Regions from separate parts of the Zea mays genome. Here region 2 is linked to region 1. A link is a contact called in public Hi-C data. All regions are on one chromosome and are shown on one strand. Each heading gives the region's core, a stretch centred on a gene start, on an enhancer-like site or on the middle of the called end of the contact. The rest is flanking DNA. Distances are from core to core; before and after follow the strand shown.

Region 1 (3,215 bases), core at 671-3,170:
CACACGATCGTCGTTTCTACAATCTGACTTCCAAATTCTCCCCCAAAAGGTTTCTATAACCTTTGTCTCCCAAAACTAAGAAAAAAAAGTGAGATGGAAATAAAATGGTAAATTCTCTTTTACCACCAACAAGCATTTTCAAGTCTTGTTCGAATTGTTGTTATTTTCTATGGCACATGCTCTTGCAAAAGTGCTTACACTTACAGAATGATGGCAGTTAAAGAGGCATCTAGTCATTCCTATTGTAACATTCATTTGCAGGTGTTACAAGTTCTCACATAGGTGTGCACGAATAACATAGTTTCATCTCATGTCAGAACTCTTGCTTTGAGGTTGCTGAGACACACTCTGGAAACTGCTAGCAGGAATCACAGGAATATTTCAATTGTCCATGAGACATGCTCTTGTTGTACTAAGTTAAATGCAGAAAGCCTTTTTTTTATTACAGCTTTGTCAGTTTTTTCCCTCACCTAGTAGACTTGAAAACATATTAGGTACACATGAATCTTTGGGGCACATGGTGCATCACGATCATCGATCACATATCTAACATCCTTTATTGCTTCGTATATTTTGTAAAAAAAACACCTTCCACTGTTACCATCCACCACTTCCACCCTCATGTGCGAAAGGGTAGGTGTGGAAGGTCGCTTTTATAATAAGGTTAAAGAGGAAAAAAATAAAGTTTCTAAGTATTCAACAATTTGGTTGAAACTTAGAACCAACTAATCCTTAACCTTCTCACTCATTGTTTGAAAACCGACATTTGATTTTTATCAATAGGGGCACGGAAGAGCATATAAGCCCAATTAATCTTTATTATTATGAACTTAACTTTTAAAAAAGAAACAAGTAAAAAAAATGTCCAACCGACCTAATGGCACAACGATCTTTTAGAGCTAATTTGGTGACCAGCGAGGGCTTGTTCGGTTAGCTCTCAATCCATGTGGATTGAGTGGGATTGGGTGGGTTTAAATACCAAGCAAGTTAAATTTCTTCACAATTTTTTCTAATCCAGTCAAATCCATAAGTAACGGGATTAACCGAACAAGGCCTGAATTGGAGAGAATTCATGCGGAGAAATCCTCTTGCTATTGAATTTCAAATAGCGAGTGGATTTCTCTCTATGGACCCCTTCAATTCTATGTTCACCAAATAACCCTTATTAGTGGTAGATCAAAGTCAGCCTTCAACTCCGAGTAAACTGTGTGTGTAGTGTACACCGGGTGACGGGTGCTGGCCCAGACAGGGACGCGCACCCCTGGAAAACCAATGGATTGATCCGGGGCAGGGCGCATGTGAGCCCGCATCTTCCTTTAATCCGTGCAGCTAAACCGTGAGCTGTTCCAGCGCGCAATAATCATCTGGGGCCAGCCTTTCCCATCCAAATCCTCTCTCTCTCACCGCTGGGGACCTGCCCCACCGCCGGCCTTTTCCGCCCCTTTCCGTCTGTTCGGCAGCTCAAGCCTCGGCGGAGAACCACCGCTGCTCTTTGATGCCCTGCGGCCAGGTCCGCCGGTCCGCCCCCTACGGGACAAGCGACATGTTATGCGGTGTTGTGTTGGACCGGATGGGATCCCGATTGGTTCTAGTGTGCACTCTCACGCAACGGCTTCTTCCTGGCTGGATCCGGACGCAGGTGTCATGCTTGGTTTGCTACTGTGCCGTACCGGTAACCGCAGCAAGTTGGGGAGCATACTCCTGTATTACTTACTGTGTCTGGGTAAAAAGAGCACGAGAGGACCTCGTTTTCTATACCAAGTTGAAGGCCGTCACGATTAGAACCGGCAATTCGTTGATTGCCGCCATGTGCGCTCTCCAGGTGAACAGAACACGGAGCATCACCACCAACCAGAGCACACTTCCACATTGTGATACATATATACACACACGCACACGCACAGACGCTTCCGAGGACAGTAGCAGTAGCAAGTAGCAGCATACTCTCCTACGCGAATCGATTAACGGGCGGCACTCACCCACCGTGTGGCCTGCCAAACTGTCCCCTAGGCCCCGGCCCCGCCCGCGCCTGGCCAGTGGCCATCCATCCCTTCCCTTCGCTTCGACGCACCAATCTTGTCCCGGCGCCTGCCAAATCCAGCAAGGCCACACAGCCCGAGGCAGGAAGGGCAGCGCAGGAACAGGGAGCGAGCAGCGCACGGGCAATGGCGGCTTCTTCCGGGACGCGCTCCGTGCGCCTGCTGGTGCTGCTGCTCTGCCTTCTCGGGTTCTGCGTCGCGCTGAGCCACCAGGAGTCGGCGGCGGACTCGTGCGCCAGGGCCAAGGTCGCGGTCGCCAGCCTCGTGCCCTTCGACTCCACGTCCTTCCGCTGCACCGCCGCCTGGAAGCAGCAGGACTTCGTCCTCAGGGTATGCCTGCTGCTGGAGCATTTCTGTGATCCATCTCCTTCCTTTTTTCACATACGTTCTAGACTAGATCCCACTACCATTGCACTCACTGCCCACCGTGGGCTACTTAGTCAATCAATAACCCCGATCTGACCCGAACCACGCATCGTCCGTGCCGGTCGCCAGTACAAGAACACGGGGCCCAGCGAGTGGAGCTTCATCCTCTCGGCGCCGGACAGGGGCTCGTACGTGGCGGTCGGCTTCTCGGGCAAGGGCGCCATGGTGGGGAGCAGCGCCGTCGTCGGGTGGGCGGCCAACGGCAGGGGCACCGTCAAGCAGTACTACCTCGGCGGGAAGAGCCCCGAGGAGTGCGCCCCCAACAGGGGCCTCCTCAAGCTCGTCAGGAACAGGACCGCCGTCGCCTCGCGCTCCGGCCGCCTCTACCTCGCCTTCCAGCTCAGCACCGACTACCCGCAGCCGTACCTGATCTACGCCGTCGGGCCGGACGGCAGCCTGCCGCAGTCCGACTCGCTGCGGCTGCCGGCGCACCAGAACATGGCCTCCCGCTCCTTCAACTACACCTCCGGTACGTCCCCGGCCCCCGGCCCCCGAATTAATCCACGCGGTTTTTACATTTTTTTTTCTCCACCCCCGGTGTGTGTGTGTGTCGAATCGACAAATGCGTGCGTGTGCGCAGGGCTGTCGTACAACGTCGCCGGGTCCGGCGACGCCGCGTTCCCGCCGGAGAGGAAGCACGGGCTGCTGGGCATGATGGGGTGGGGCGTGCTGATGCCCATCGGCATGATCACCGCGCGCTACTTCCGGCAGCTGGACCCGTGCTGGTTCTACACCCACATGGCCATCCAG
Region 2 (3,403 bases), core at 41-2,540, 410 kb before region 1:
GTAGAACCCGGCGTTACTCACTGGCTGCGGCGAGGCGAAGAACTCCGCCATGGCAGTTTTAGCTGGCGAATGGGCGTGGAACAGGTCGATGTCCTCGAACCACTCCAGCTCCTTGAGCCCAAGAGACGAGTCTTTCTGCAACAGCAAACACAAAACAGATGGAAAAGGAAAACTGAGATAAGAATAAGAACGTGAAAAGCTTGTGGTTGATCTCATCATCACCGCCGACAAAAAAAAAGGTTTTGGATGGTTAGGTCCTTGCCTTGTCGCTGGATTCGTAGTCCGACAGCTCGAGGAGGTCCTCGACGGCCCAACCGGACGGTGGCAGGAACGGCGAGGACGGCACCTCCTGCGGCAGCGCGTCCTTGACCGTCCTTGTTTTGGTGGTCGTCCCGGCAGCTGGCGCGCTGACGACGGCCGTGGGCTTGGAGCTTCCCTTGGGCGGCGCCGGCGGGAGGCCCTCGGCGCTGGCGCCGCAGACGGAGCTGAAGCCGACGCGGATGCCGGTGGCGAGGTAGCGCTGGTGGTTGCCGGAGAGCGTGCCGGGGACGTGGATGGGCTCGTCGCAGTCGCGGCAGAGGAGCGCCCTGTCCTCGACGCAGAAGATGAAGGCCGGCCTCTCCTGGCACACGTCGCAGCGCGGGAGGCTGGCGGGGAGCGCCGCGGCGTCGCCGAGCGGGAGCCGCTGGTGCTTGCTGGCGAGCTTGTTGGCGGCGTGGATCTCCACGTCGCAGCGCGCGCACAGCGCCGCCTCGTCGGCGCAGCACACCACCGCGGCCGCCGCGGCCTCGCACGCGTCGCACTGGATCCTCATGCCGCCCGCCCCTTTTCTACGTAATCCGGAGCTTCCAGTGGAGACAGGCAGGCCAGCAGCCGCCTAAAAAAATCAGCATGGGAACGGGAGCAAAGCAGAGCCAGCAACTGGCGGGGTTGGCGCGTATAAATCGCGCAGCGCGCATCACGCCCGCCTCCGGGCCATTCCGCCCCGGCACGCGGGTGGGTGTGGGCGGAGGGCCCCGGACGGGGCTTGGCTGTGTGCCTGTGTGGACGAGAGGCGCTTCGGGACCGCGGGCGCTGCCGGCTGCCGCGCGGGCCAAGATTTTGATTTGATCGGCTGACGTGTGGGGCTGGTGGGTGCCCCCGCGTGGGGATGGGCGAGGTGATCGTTCGTTCCGTTCCGTGGAATTTTGGAGGGTGGAGACGAGGAAATTGTGGCCACTGCCCACTTGCACCGTTGCACTGCAAGTTGCAAGCACGCGAGCGGGACAGTCGGTACCGGTAGGCGGTAGCGACCTGGTTCTCCGTTTCGGGCCGGTTTTTTTTTTGGCCCATGTGCATGCATGGTCCGCCAGTGTACCTGGTACGGCGTGGCCGTCCACAGGGAAAATCCGTACGTGCCACACACGCTTGAGATGTGCCATAGTGTCGACACGTGAGTGCAGCAGCTCAGCTTCACACTTCCAGCTGATTCGATTTGGTGTGAATTGGAGATAAAAGAACCGAAGGGCAGTAAATCTACTAAGGGCTTGTTCGGTTATTTTCAATCCATATGGATTGGAGGGGATTGATACGGATGGGAGGAGATTTTGATTTACTAGGGATTAAAACCCCCTCAATCCCCCCAATCCATATGGATTGTGGTTGAACCGAACATGACCTAAGGGGGTGTTTGAATGCACTAGAACTAATAGTTAGTTGGCCAAAAATTGTTAGTTGAATTAGCTAGCTAACAAATAACTACCTAATAAACTAATTTTTCAAAAATAGCTAATAGCTGAACTATTAGCTAGGGTTGTTTAGATGTTTCAACTAATTTTAGTCACTAACTATTAGTTTTAGTGCATTCAAACACCCCCTAAATCTTATCCATCTTCTATGCTCTTTTTCCTTTTTCTTAAAGACGTATAGCTTATCGATTCGCTGGCTTTAGGCCAAAAGCTGAGTGTCGTTTTTAATGAAAGGATGTTGTAGCTAAACGAGTGAACGCAGCCAACCAGTTGGCTGCTGCAGCACAGCGAATAGGCAGGCTTCTTTGTATGTACATGTACGTATTTGGTAACCCTCCTCCAGTTCTCCGTCTCCAAATAAATACACATAAAAAAGTTTTTTTTAAAAAAAACTAATTTTATAGCAATATTTATTTCTGTACATGTATCTCCAGACTTAACAAGGAACATAAAAAAGAAAAGACCTCGACGGCGCGAATTAGGAGCTGTGTCATGTCATGTGCAACCTTTGGGGATACATGTGGGGTGGCCATAGATGGTTGATAGTTTTCTGATGGATAGCCATTCCATCTGGCAGAACATGCTGCTTTGCTTCGAAAGAAAATCTGAAAATGGCAGAACCTGCCGCGGGCCACCCACTCGTGTCTACAGCGTGTGTTCATGGCGGATAGTGCTTTGATCTCAGCCATACCTTGTCCCTGGCAGCACGATATTTTGGCACCTTGAAGTAGAGAACGACAGCTTGAGGTGGCGGCCTTAGCAGTAGAGAGGGATAGCAACGGATATATAACCTTCGGCTGGTATAATTTCATACTCTCTCTAAAAAAACTTTACTTGTCGGATTTCCTATTTTCGTCCGTGTGTATGGAATCCTTTATGTACTCGTACACGCTCATATAATTTTACTCGTCTGATAATCCAAAATTCCAAAAAAAAAGTTTGAAATTCTAATCTATCAATCATTCAAAAATATCAAATAAACATCAAAATAAATTTAACTTTAAATACAACAAACCATATGATTATATAACTTGGTAGTTAAATAAATGATAGTTAAAGAAGGATTTTTTAGCTAAGATAAGCATTATTAGATGATGATAGATTGTGTCGGGAACCGTAATTAGGGGTACCCCCAATACTCATAAGCATGGCTGAAAAACATCTTTAAAATAGACCGTAAGGGCTGGTAAGCAAAACGTAAAGTTAAAACCTCGTCTACCAAGGGACATGATCCCGTCTCGCCCGAGCCTGGCCTCGGGCAAGAACAGTGGTCCCGGACGGATTCACGCCTCGTCCGAGGGCCCCCTCGGGTAGCGGGCGCCCCCCCCGGCTCGTCCGAGGCTAGACTCGGGCAAACTTTGTCGTATAGCAACCTCGGCCAAATCGCCTTACCGCCGACCGTATCGCATGTGCATTTAATGTAAGGATCGTCTGACACCTTATCCTGACACGCGCGCCTCAGTTGGCAAGGTCGAAGTGACCGCAGTCACTTCGCCCCTTCACTGATCGTTCTGACAGAAAAACAACACTATTCACCCCGTTCCGACTATTGTGCCAACCACCAGGGTAAGACTAACAACAGTGAGTCACGGCTTCTCCCGAGTTCAGCCTCGGGCACAACAGGGAGCTCCGCCGTGCCCGACCCAGGCCTCGGCCTCGGTCTCGGCCTCGGGAGA

What was found. Hi-C and Micro-C count contacts between places; a contact is called where the count stands out from the background.
Region 2: a Hi-C map of endosperm shows a contact between it and region 1, with 2.8 times the contacts expected there. The contact joins the promoter of LOC100283103 here to the promoter of LOC100282143 in region 1. A contact is called at or near these places in 4 of 25 Hi-C or Micro-C datasets (ear, endosperm, root tip and 1 more).

What each region holds. Positions count from the first base shown.
Region 1 is chr2:34,909,671-34,912,885 of Zm-B73-REFERENCE-NAM-5.0, reverse strand. LOC100282143 (dopamine beta-monooxygenase) reads left to right here and starts at 1,920. Exons shown (of 4, transcript NM_001155055.2): 1 at 1,920-2,369; 2 at 2,535-2,934; 3 at 3,046-3,215. The coding sequence starts at 2,166.
Region 2 is chr2:35,322,436-35,325,838 of Zm-B73-REFERENCE-NAM-5.0, reverse strand. It overlaps LOC100283103, which reads right to left and starts at 1,290. Exons shown (of 2, transcript NM_001156005.2): 1 at 263-1,290; 2 at 1-135. The coding sequence starts at 814.